Linked DNA regions of Macaca mulatta: regions 2 and 3 are each linked to region 1. A link is a contact called in public Hi-C data. All regions are on one chromosome and are shown on one strand. The core of a region is the stretch at or near the end of the contact, and the rest is flanking DNA. Distances in the headings are between cores, read along the strand shown. Region 1 holds the start of TMEM87B (transmembrane protein 87B). Region 2 holds the start of ANAPC1 (anaphase promoting complex subunit 1). Region 3 holds the start of MERTK (MER proto-oncogene, tyrosine kinase).

The links. A called contact is a pair of places that touch in the nucleus more often than the background predicts.
Region 2: a contact with region 1 is called in a Hi-C map of CD4 T cells, with 9 times the contacts expected there. The contact joins the promoter of ANAPC1 here to the promoter of TMEM87B in region 1. A contact is called at or near these places in 4 of 14 Hi-C or Micro-C datasets (CD4 T cells, cortical neurons, fetal cortex germinal zone and 1 more).
Region 3: a Hi-C map of liver shows a contact between it and region 1, with 2.6 times the contacts expected there. The contact joins the promoter of MERTK here to the promoter of TMEM87B in region 1. A contact is called at or near these places in 3 of 14 Hi-C or Micro-C datasets (fetal cortical plate, fibroblasts and liver).

What each region holds. Positions count from the first base shown.
Region 1 is chr13:22,191,823-22,195,587 of T2T-MMU8v2.0, reverse strand. It overlaps TMEM87B (transmembrane protein 87B), which reads right to left and starts at 1,995. Exons shown (of 17, transcript XM_077959008.1): 1 at 1,550-1,995. The coding sequence starts at 1,717.
Region 2 is chr13:22,012,659-22,016,423 of T2T-MMU8v2.0, reverse strand. ANAPC1 (anaphase promoting complex subunit 1) reads left to right here and starts at 1,732. Exons shown (of 47, transcript XM_077959001.1): 1 at 1,732-1,981.
Region 3 is chr13:22,031,640-22,035,404 of T2T-MMU8v2.0, reverse strand. It overlaps MERTK (MER proto-oncogene, tyrosine kinase), which reads right to left and starts at 2,007. Exons shown (of 18, transcript XM_077959003.1): 1 at 1,812-2,007.

The DNA.
Region 1 (3,765 bases), core at 746-3,245:
GAAACAAAATTTCTTGATAAATCTGCAGTACAAATGAAAGAAAGCCCCACTCTCCTTTCCTGTTTCTGACAACCTGAAATGAGGAAAATAATAAGTCCACTCTCGGGAGAGAAGCGCTTTTAGACTTCTAGTGGCCCAGGGTCGCACAGGAGTAAAATGAGCCCAAAGATCATGCAGCACTCAAGGAGCAAACTTCTATTCCTCATACAGGAAGAAGTACACTTGGCAAAGATCTTTGCAGGTATGTTCAAAGTACACTTGGCAAAGATCTATACAGATATGTTCAAGTAATCTAACAACACGCATGCGGCTGAGTCACTTCCAATATAGTTATATTGACTATTCACTATCGTCACAGCAGGAAGCCATGAGAGTAGTTCCCTGAGTTCTACTTTTTCCCGTCCAGGAAATTAAATAATGGAGATGTGCAGACTATATAACTGGCACACAAATTAGGTCACCAATCCAGAAGAATCCTGGAGGAAATGGCCGCAATAGGTCTTAATATACCTATGAAATATACACGCTGGGTATATTTCTGGGTATAAGAAATATACCCAGCGTGTTCCTCTGAATAGCTTTGCTGTTGTGGGAAGTATTTGTAGTCTTTGGAACTACTTTCTTTTTCTGGTTAAGGAAATCAAAATATAAGTCCATGCATGTGGAAAATACCCATCCCAAACAGTGCTGGATTGGTCATCTGACCCCAGAGAAGCCGGAGATAATGCCTCTTCCAGACTTCCTGTCTCTCTTTTGCAAGACTTTCCATAATTCTGCCCCTGTATCTCTCCCACATCATCTCCTCTAATTACTGGATGCCAAGTTTTCTAATAGCCTGCCTTGGAAAGAAGAGTTTCCGCCCACTCATGCCTCCAGATTCGCCTTTCAAGCACTCCCTAATAACTAGTCCCGCCCCACCTACACACACACACACACACACACACACACACACACACACACACACACACACACACACCCGGAACTGTGATAGGAACTGTAGAGAAATTCAGGAACTCAAGAAGAGAGAAAGAGAGAGAGGGTGACTACTGCACGTTTCCTCCTCATTTAAATTTTTTTTTTTTTTAAAGGAAGCGGCAGACGCGCTAAGTTTATGCAGAAACTGAAGCGCTGGCAAGTCCTCCCTGCGGCCTCAGGGGTGTGGCCCACTGTGGCTGCATCCGGACAGGAAGAGTCGAATCCCAAAGATGCTGCTAGATGTGCAGAGATTCCTGATCCAGCCAAAACATGTCAGAGCAAAATGACGGCCACGGCGTCGGGAATGGTGACCTTCAGTAACAGTCCGAGCGCTCGGACCGGAGGGCCGTCCCATGCGCAATTCTGACGGCTTTTCCCTGCAGCCTAGGTCGGGCCGGAGGAGGGGCCGCTCCCGGCTCCCCGCTCGTAACAGACAAAAGGCTCCGGGAGGGTATCAGGGGACCCGGTGCTGACCCGGCAGAGGCCAGGTGAACAAGCCCGGGGTCCAGCGAAGCCCCGCAACAGCCCTGAGGGCCCGAGACGTGCCACGCCTCGGTCCCGACACTCCACTTACGTCGTTGACTGTCTCTAACCAGAGCCCCAGCTCAGGGACCGCGCGCACAGCCGCCGGGGCCCAGCACAGAAGGCAGAGGGCGACGCGCAGCAGCGGGACCCGGGCGGGAAGGCAGCGGAGGCGGCGGCACGGCAGGGGCCCCGCTACGGCGCGGCAGGCGGCGACCATCTTGACCCGGAAGCTGCACCTGGCGCTCCGAGACGCCTGCCACACCCGCACCTGGTGCAGCACCGCCCCAGGCAGGCGGGTCCGAATCCGGGACGCGGGGCTTGGACTCGGGTGTGGAGGAGGGGCTTGGGCCTGGGCGGAGAGGCGCGGTGCAGTTCTGGCAAACCGGGCCAGGACCGGGAGGCAGGGCTTAGGGCTCTGAGCCGGGCCCAAGCGTGCAGCTGGGGGAAGCCTGCAAGGCAGAGATAGGAGCCAGGACGTGGAGTTGGCGCCGAGACGTGGAGGCAGGGCTCAGGGCCTGGCGTGAGCGTGAAGATGGAGGCGGAGCCAGAGGGTGGAAGGGAGGGCTGGCAGCCGGAGCGCGGAGGCGGGGCCGGGTAGGGAGGTGCCTCCGGAGTGTGGAGACAAGGCGGGGCTCGGGATGATCGGGGCGGGGCAGGGTGGAGGCAGGAGGGGAGGCTCGGGACCAGGTGGAGTGACGAGACAGAGCGGGGATGTAGGCGGGGCTCGGGCGTGTGAAGGCGGGGTGGGAGGCAGGGCTCGGGAGAGTGGAAAGCGGGGCGCGGTGGGAGGTGGGGCTCGGGGCCAGGCTGGGTGTGGGGACAGGGCGGGGTTGGAGGCGGGCTCCGGACTGGGGAGGCGGGGCGGGGCTCGGTACCAGGCCGGAGTGCTGAGACAGGGTGCCGCAGGAAGGAAGAGCTTGGGGCCAGGCCGAGCGTGGAGGCGGGGCCGTGTGGAGGCGTGGCGTGGGACAAGGCAGGAATTTGGAGGCAAGACTGGGCGGGGAGGCGGAGCCTGAGCATAAAAGCCGGGCTGGTCAAGGAGATGGGGTCGGAGTGGGGAGGTGGAGTTGAGGACCAGGCGGTAGTGTGGAGACGGGGCCGGACGAGGAGAAGGGCTTGGGGTTAGGCCGTAGTGGGGAGGCCAGGTTGGGCGAGGAAGCAGGGCTTAGAGCAAGCCCTAGTTCGGAGACTGGACTGGGCGGGGAGGCGTGTCCTAAATGTGGAGGCATGGCCTGAGTGAGGAGACGGGGGCCTGAATGGGGAGACGGGACCTGTCTGGTAGATGAGGCAGGGTGGGGAGGCGGGGCTGGGTTGGGGAGGTGGAGCCGGAATGGGGAGGCGGGGCTCGCCACCAGCGAGTGCAAGTGTCAAGGTCTTGAACTCGAATGCCTAGTAAGTGCTAAGGTTGGAGTGCAGTCTAGAGTTCTTTTGCCCGGGGTGTCTCCATTTCTTGCATTCTCTACACTTGCCCCTGCCTCGACCCTCTCAGCTCTATGGAAACCGTTCTTTAAATTTAGGGAATGTGCCAGGAAAGTGCTTTGAGGCCAAGGCCGGTTGAACACAAGGCATTGTGTTGTGAAGGTTAACGTTAATAGGACAGTTAATACTTTTCAGAACAAATAGTTACCTGACTGCTTAAAGCTCGGAGGGGTCAGGGCTTGGATCCGTCTTATTGTGTACCTTGCCTTGCATTTTCGACTGTAAGCTGAATACATGTTTTGCTGTCAAAGAGAATTAGTTCATTCATTATCAAATGTAAATAATATCCAACAGGGGAATAGAATCCTGTGCTAATATTGTTATTAACGTAGAATAAGATCGATTTATATAGTCAAAAGACCTTGGCTGCTTTACCAGTCATCAGTAATAATTGAGGACCTACTATATACACTAGAGATCGCATGTGCATCTTCCCAGCAAGCAATGTGATCAGTTCTGTTTAGGTCAGAATAACAGTGTAACAGGACAACAGGGGAACATCCACCAGAGATTTAGGAAGTGAGTCAGGGACAGAAGGAGAGAACAATACATGAAATTTAAGTTCTACAAGAAGAGTTAAGGGTGAGTTACCGGTGGGAGTGAGGGTTAAGTCTGAAGTTGTTTTAGTTATGAGAGAAATGGAGGAATGGAAAGATCTTCCAGATGACTGGATGTTGGTGTGAAACAGGGAGTGGCAAAGCTGGGAATATTTAAGCAGTACGGAAAATACAGGCATTCCTAAATTAAGTTAGGCAGATGGCCCCTTTAGTGTAAGAACACTGGAGA
Region 2 (3,765 bases), core at 483-2,982, 180 kb after region 1:
AGAGTACGGTATGGAAAGTGGGGAAATGTAACATCACAGTAGTGAAATCTGACAAACACTATCTCAGGTGATCAAGGCTGACATCAGCAGCAATAAGTGATGCTGTTGATAAGTACCTTTGATATGATGTGATGAAAATGACACTTTATCTCTATGATCTTCCTTCCCCAAATCCATATCCCCAGGCTAATCATGAAGAAACATCAGACGAATTCCAGTTAAGGGATATTCTACAACTAATGCAGTGGCTTACACCTAGAGTCTCATCTACTTGGGGGGTTGAAGCAGGAGGACTGCTTGAGCACAGGAGTTCAAGGCTACAGTGAGCTGTGTTTGTGCCAATGCACTCTAGCCTAGGCAACACAGCAAGACTCTTAAAAAAAATTGAACAAAGTATGAATTTTAATTAGTCATGTGTTGATATTTCATTAATTTTAACAAATGCACTATACTAATGTAAAACACTAATAATAGGGAAACTGGATGTAGAAACTGGGTATAGGGTATGTGGGAAATTTTGGAACTATCTGAAATTTTTCTGTAAATCTAAACTTAAAAAATTTTTTTTTTAAAAAATATTGGCTGGGCCCAGTGGCTCACGCCTGTAATCCTAGCACTTTGGGAGGATGAAGCGGGAGGATCACGAGGACAGGAGATTGAGCCCAGCCTGGCCAACGTGGTGAAACCCAGTCTCTACTAAAAATACAAAAATTAGCTGGACGTGGTAGCGGGCGCCTGTAATCCCAGCTTCTCAGAGGGCTGACGCAGGAGAATCGCTTGAACCCGGGAGGCGGAGGTTGCAGTGAGCCGAGATCGCGCCACGGCACTCCAGCCTGGGTGACAGAGCGAGCCTCCGTCTCAAGAAAAACACACACACAAAAGCTTAAAATATCAATTAGGTATATTTGTATTTATTTAACTGTTTCACGAATCTTTGTTTCTATCCTTTCTCCTATAACCCATTCTTTTGGTTTTTTTTGGAGACAAGGTTTTGCTCTGTTGCCCGGGCTGGAGTGCAGTAGCGCGATCACAGTTCACTGTGGCCTCAAACTCCCGGCTCAAGTGATCCTCCAGACTCCCAAGCAGCTGAGACTACAGGTGCGCACCACGACGCCAGGCTAATTTTTAAAGTTTTTCTTTTGTGCAGACAGAGTCTTGCTATATTGCCCAGGCTGGTTTCAAACTCTTGGGCTCCAGCAATCCTCTAGCCTCGCCTCCCAAAGTGCTGGGATTACAGGCGCGAGTGGTCGCTGGGGTTCTTAACTTGGGTCTTTGAATTGCCTCAAGAAGTGTCTCTGAATCTGGGAATTGCAAGCAACATTTCTGTGAGGACCTTCACACCGTTCATCGACTATTCGAAGAACAGCATGGACCGAAAAAGGCATAGAGCACTGCACGTAGAGAAAATCAGCAACCCCTGCTCCCCGCCATCAACCTAGAGGTGCCTACCTCCACGTGGGGTCAGGAGGCGGAAGCGAAACCAGACAGAAAAAACCTTTAGATCTTTGAGGCAGTTCAGGTCCCCAGTGACATGAGCTAAAGAGAACTTGGACGCCAGGAGGATCTCATCACTGTACGGACTCTAGCAGACAGAATCCAGCTTCGGGGTTCAGATCAATCGCACGGAGGAAAGAGCCCGCAAGTTCTACCCTGTCGCGGTCTTCCCGCAACAGCGCAGGCGCTAGGACTGCTAGGACGCCGCGCGCCTACCGCGATGCCCCGCCCTGGCGAGAGGCAGGACGGGAAAGTCAAGATGGACGCGTCCATTTGAACGTCTCGCATGCCTTCCTGCCATTAGCACTGGCGCCCGGTGCTGTTGCCCATTCTTCCTCCGGAATAGGGGAGGGAGAGGGAATGAGAAGCTGCCGCGGTCGAGGAGTCACTGTGACGGACCCCGCCGCTGCCCTAGGGCCTCCTCGGCCCCTGCGCCTCCGGGGAGCAGCCGGGGCTCGCCGCGCCTGACGCGTCCCGAGTTATACAGGTGCGGGCCCTGTACCGCAGCACTTGGTGGTCTGTCGCGCGCCGCGTGACTCTTGCATCCGCCCCGAGGCCTATCCTCCCCTCGTGGCCGTAGGTCTGGGAACCCGGGGGACTGGGAACCCGAGGGAGGGCGCTGAGCTTGCCCCGGGGCTGAGGGGGCTCCTTCCAGCTCATTGGTTGCCAACGTCTTTTATGAGCTGCGCGCAGCATATCCATGTGCAGCCTCAGCTTCTAGATTGGCCCCCAGTCCCTCTGAGCTGATTTTCTGAGGCCCGAGCTCTTAGCCTGTTTTCACTGTCCTCCAGAACGGCTGGCGAAGCTCTTCCTTTTTTGTGGAGACTGGAGACTTAAGCTCCCGTTAGTGTGCATTTGGGACTCTTTTTTTTTTTTTTTTGGCAGGGTAGTGTTTGTCTGTAGGAATCATTGCTGATACTGTTATTTATAGCATATGAATTTAATAGTATTTTTATGTATAGCTGTTTATGTTGCCCCTAATAAGTAAAAACATGTCTAGAAGTTTGGGGTACTGTAAAAGTATTAAATATGTGGCTTTAATAGGTACAAAATGATAAATAATTCTTAAATCATTCTGTGATTTTCTCTCAGTTATAAGAAAATAACATTATAAAATTGCAGAACTAAAGTTTCATAAAGTCAAAAGTTTGTTGATGTTGGTTGTCCTGTTGAATAAAATATAGGAAGACCAGCTCAATTTTGTTGTTTTCTTTTAAGTTTTTTTTTTTTTTTGAAACAGAGTCTTGTTCTGTCGCCCAGGCTGGAGTGCAGCGGTGTGATCTCGGCTCACTGTAACCTCTGGCTCCCGTGTTCAAGCAATTCTCTGCTTCAGCCTCCCGAGTAGCTGGGATTACAGGTGCCCACCACTACGTCTGGCTAATTTTCGTATTTTTAGTAGAGATGGGGTTTCACCATCTTGGCCAGGCTGATCTTGAACTCCTGACCTCGTGATCCTCCCGCCTCGGCCTCCCAAAGTGCTGGGATTTACCGGCATGAGCCACCGCGCCCGGCCCCTTGTAAGTTTTATAAGGCACTTTTTGGTTGTGTTCCAAGTTCACGTGTTCCCAGTACTCATTTATTTCTAGCAGAAAGAAAAACAAAACTTGTATCATGTTTTGTGACATAATTATATCAAGAATAACTTTTTTTTTTTTTTTTGAGACAGAGTCTCGCTCTGTCGCCCAGGCTGGAGTGCAGTGGCTGGATCTTAGCTCACTGGAAGCTCCGCCTCCCGGATTCACGCCATTCTCCTGCCTCAGCCTCCCGAGTAGCTGGGACTACAGGCGCCCGCCACCACGCCCGGCTAGTTTTTTGTATTTTTTAGTAGAGACGGGGTTTCACCGTGTTAGCCAGGATGGTCTTGATCTGCTGACCTCGTGATCCACCCGTCTCGGCCTCCCAAAGTGCTGGGATTACAGGCTTGAGCCACCGCTCCCGGCAACTTTTTTTTTTCCGAGAAGGATTTTCGCTCTTGTCCCCCAGGCTGGAGTGCAATGGCGCCATCTCGGCGCACTGCAACCTCTGCCTCCCAGGTTCAAGCGATTCTCTTGCCTCAGCCTCCCAAGTAGCCGGGATTACAGGCGCCCACCACCATGCCTGAGTAATTTTTTTTTTTTTTTTTGTATTTTTAGTAGAGTCGGGGTTTCACCACGTTGGCCAGGCTTGTCTCGAACTCCTGACCTCAGGTGATCCGCCTGCCTTGGCCTCCCAAAGTGCTGGGATTACAGGCATGAGCCATGGTGCCCAGCCAAGAATAACATTTAATTCACA
Region 3 (3,765 bases), core at 758-3,257, 160 kb after region 1:
TTTAGGAAAACAAAAGCACTCCAATCTTTAAGTATTTAACACAAAACTATCGTTCCCATTACTTTCTCCATAGTTCTCACCACATTCACTACCTACAAGACTATTCATGGCCAGCCCTCACTAGTAGCAACATACAACAGATTTGCAGCAGATTATGAAAAATGAGTCTGGAAGAAATGCTGAGGAATTTTTGAAGGTTTGCGGTGGGGGGAGGCTGTGGAGAACAGGACTGCTTTCGTTCTTTGCCTGGTTTTTGGCTCTTAAAGTTTGTTTCAAATTGCTATGTTGCCCCAAATTATAAATTGCTTATGTAATTTAACGTGGAAAAAGGGGTGCGTTGTTTAAGAATTTTTCATTTGAGTAAATGAGCTTTCAAAGAAAAATCTCAAAGGAAAAACTTTTAAGTAACTTACTTGACTATAAATTAAGCTTTCCAGGTATTCCTAAAAAACATCTTTGACTATAATAGGTGAAGGCTAGTCAAGTGCATTCACGACCAAAAGAGATAAAATCTGCATTCTGAATGGAAATAGAAATCTTAGCTAAGAGAAAATACTTGGAATGTGTTTATTTAGCATTTTCCCCCTTTCTTTCTCTTTCGGGTAAAGCCTGGTAAGTTTATTCCAGCTTCCTCAAGAAGTGCATCAGCGATCAAACTTGAAATCTGTTCATCACTCACTCCCCAAATAAGCTGTTCATGCAGAATGAAACCGGCCTTCCTTGCCTCCACTTATCAATCCAGCATCTTGTATTAAAATGCCTGGAACAAGCCGGGCGCGGTGGCTCAGGACTGTAATCCCAGAACTTTGGGAGGCTGAGGCGGGCAGATCACGAGGTCACGAGGTCATGAGATCGAGACCATCCTGGCCAACATGGTGAAACCCGGTCTCTACCAAAAATACAAAAATTAGCCGGGCGTGGTAGCGTGCGTCTGTAGTCCCAGCTACTCGGGAGGCTGAGGCAGGAGAATCGCTTGAACCCGGGAGGCGGAGATTGCAGTGAGCCGAGATCGCGCCACTGCACTCCAGCCTGGCGACAGAGCGAGACTCGGTCTCAGAAAAAAAAAAAAAAAAAAAAAGCCTGTAACAACACTTGGCTGCGTCCAGATAAACGTAAACGCTGTCGAGCACCGTAAGTTCTGTTCTGCCGTAACAGGAGTGAAAAGAACGCTCCCCTTTTCCAGGTCCCCACACTCTCTGGGTGCCTCTACAAAGGGATGCTAATAACATCCCTAAGGGCCCAGTGGGAGCAGCCAGGACTGCCGTCCCTCCCTGGCCGGACGCTCGGCCTCAGTCTATCGCGGCTCCCGGACTGCAGCTCTGACTTCCGCAGCCCGTTCGTTCGCCCCACGCCGGTCCCTCGGGAGACCGGATCTGTGGCCCCCGGAACTCCCGCCAGAGTAGGGCTCCACCATGCAACTCTGTCTAGTGGAAAGTTCTCGTCGCATTCCAGACCAGACCTGCTACCTATGTTCCACTCGTAGGAACTTTGGGACTTGCAGCGCGCCCAGCGGAGCTCGATTTCCTCCTCGGAGGTGAAGAGGGAAGGCTGCAGCCCCGACCCCGACCCGGCTTCACCACGACGCGCACCCACAAGCCGGGCTGGGTGCCCTCGGGACGCTTGAGGGGCCGCGGTCAGTGGACGGAAGGCTCGCCTGCGCCTCCTTCTCCGGCACCGCAGTGGGTGGAGGGTGTTTGCAAACTTGTCCAGCAGCCAGGCGCGCCCCTGTGGACGCGCTCACTCCCCTGAGCCCCCTGCTTCGTCCTGGGAGCCCCCACCCCCTCGCCTGGCCCCCAGCCGGGCGCACTCACCTCTACTCCAGAACGCGGGGAGGAAGAGGCCCAGCAGCAGCGGCAGCGGCAGCGGGGCCGGCCCCATCCCGGGGCTGCGGATCTGTAATTTCTCTCCGGACGGACGGACAGATGGACGTCCCGAACCTGCCCTGTCGCCGGCTAAGCGCGCCAGCGAAGCTCCCTGTCCAGGCGGCCCCGGCAGCGAGTGCAGAGTGGTGGAGCCCAGCGGCCGGCGGGTGGTGCCGAGGGCTGGAAGGGGCGGGCCGGGGGCCGAGCCGAGGCCGACCAGGGCTAGAGGAGAGGGGCGGGCAGGGGGGCGAGTCCCGGCGGGTCCCGCAGGTTGGAGTGGGAGGGGGTGGGAGGACGAGGGGGAGGAGGGGCGTAAAGGGGAAAGGGAGGGGGTTGGAGAGGAGGGGCGGGCCGAAGGCCACCGTGGGGCGCACGGCGGGGAGCTGGGAGGAGAGGAAGGGGAGGGGGCTGAGAGACCAGGAGGGAGCTGGAGAGAGAAGTGAAGGGGAGGGGCGGGCTGGAGGTCCAGAGGAGACGGCTCTGGCCGCTGCGCGGGTCTGGAGCCCCACACCTGTGGGTGGGAGATAGGGAAGGACAGAAGGTGGGAGAGGAGTGGAGGATGCCCGAGGCAGCCCCCAGACCCAAGAGGAGGGTCCAGAGGCGCCCCCGCATTCCAGGCTTGGCTGACACAGAAAACCCTGGCAGCGCCGCTCCCAGAGGCCAAGGCCACGGCGGCAGCGCTCCCTGCCGAGCGCTCCTCCACATCCATTCCGCTCCCGTCGAGCGCCTCCTGGGTACCTGGCCCGAGGTGCGCTACACTGCCCTGGCGTCGAGGAGCTCACCGCCCCTGGGGGAGGGGTTCCTGGGGAAGGACGCTTTGCTGTGGCTTCTTGACGAGCCAGAGAGAGGTGACACTCAAGGAGGGAGATGAAAGTGAATGACAAAGTGCAGAGCAGGAGTTGGGAGAGGGGAAACCACAGCACGTTACTCTCATGGACCTCCACAAGGTGTGCAGGGTCCAAGAGGCAGTAGCAGAGAATGAATCGTAAGAGAAATGTAACTACTTATACTAATAATGGCAACAGTAACTTAATTTATATACATAGTTTCTTAAAGGTAACACTTTTAGAATGAATGTATTTTAAGGTGGTCCCTTTAACAATGTAACATGAGCCAAATCATGTCCCTCTGCTCAAATCTCCCCAAACCTATCAGTGGTTCCTGCTGTCTCTCCGCATAAGCCAAGGTTCTGCAGTGACCTCCGAGGTTCTGTGTGACCTGGTCCCCTTTCCTCTTTGGCCTCACCTCCTTACGCCTCTTCCATTTACTTTGGTCTCTTGTCAAGCAGTCCCTTGACCCTACACTGGCTAGACACTTCCCGTAGATTTGGCTACGGGAAGGAGACAAGCAGCCCAGATGGATTTAGACAGGTTATTACTTACACCGACAGCAAAAGCAAAATCAGTGTGGTGTCAGCTCCATGCATCCTTAGGCCCACAGGATAACACCAAACTGGAAGGGCGATTGTTATCCTATGGGTCTACATGATTTAAAAAAAAAAAAAAAAAGAAGAAGAAGACAACATGAGCCCTGCGCCTGAGTAGCCAAGTCTAAACTACACCAAGCAGTTTTATAGACTTCACAGGAGCCTGCTGCTGTATGCTTGGAGGGAAGGGGGCTGGGAGGTGGAGGGAGGGATATGGAAAGTCCTGCAGTCAACTGAAACATTGGAGAAGGAAGAGAAATGGCCTTGCAGCAGTCTCCCGCAAGGTAGGGATAGGAAACTGCCTCCCAGTGGCTCCTCACCAGGCTTACCTATCCCTGCTTTAGGAGAAATCGCAGGGCAGTCCCACAAGACTTGGCTCAGACCATGATCATACCTTGCCTACATGGCCTCTAGAGATGTGCAAGATTGCCAGGGGCACCTCAGCAGAGCTGTTCTCCTGCAATTTCCTTGCTATTG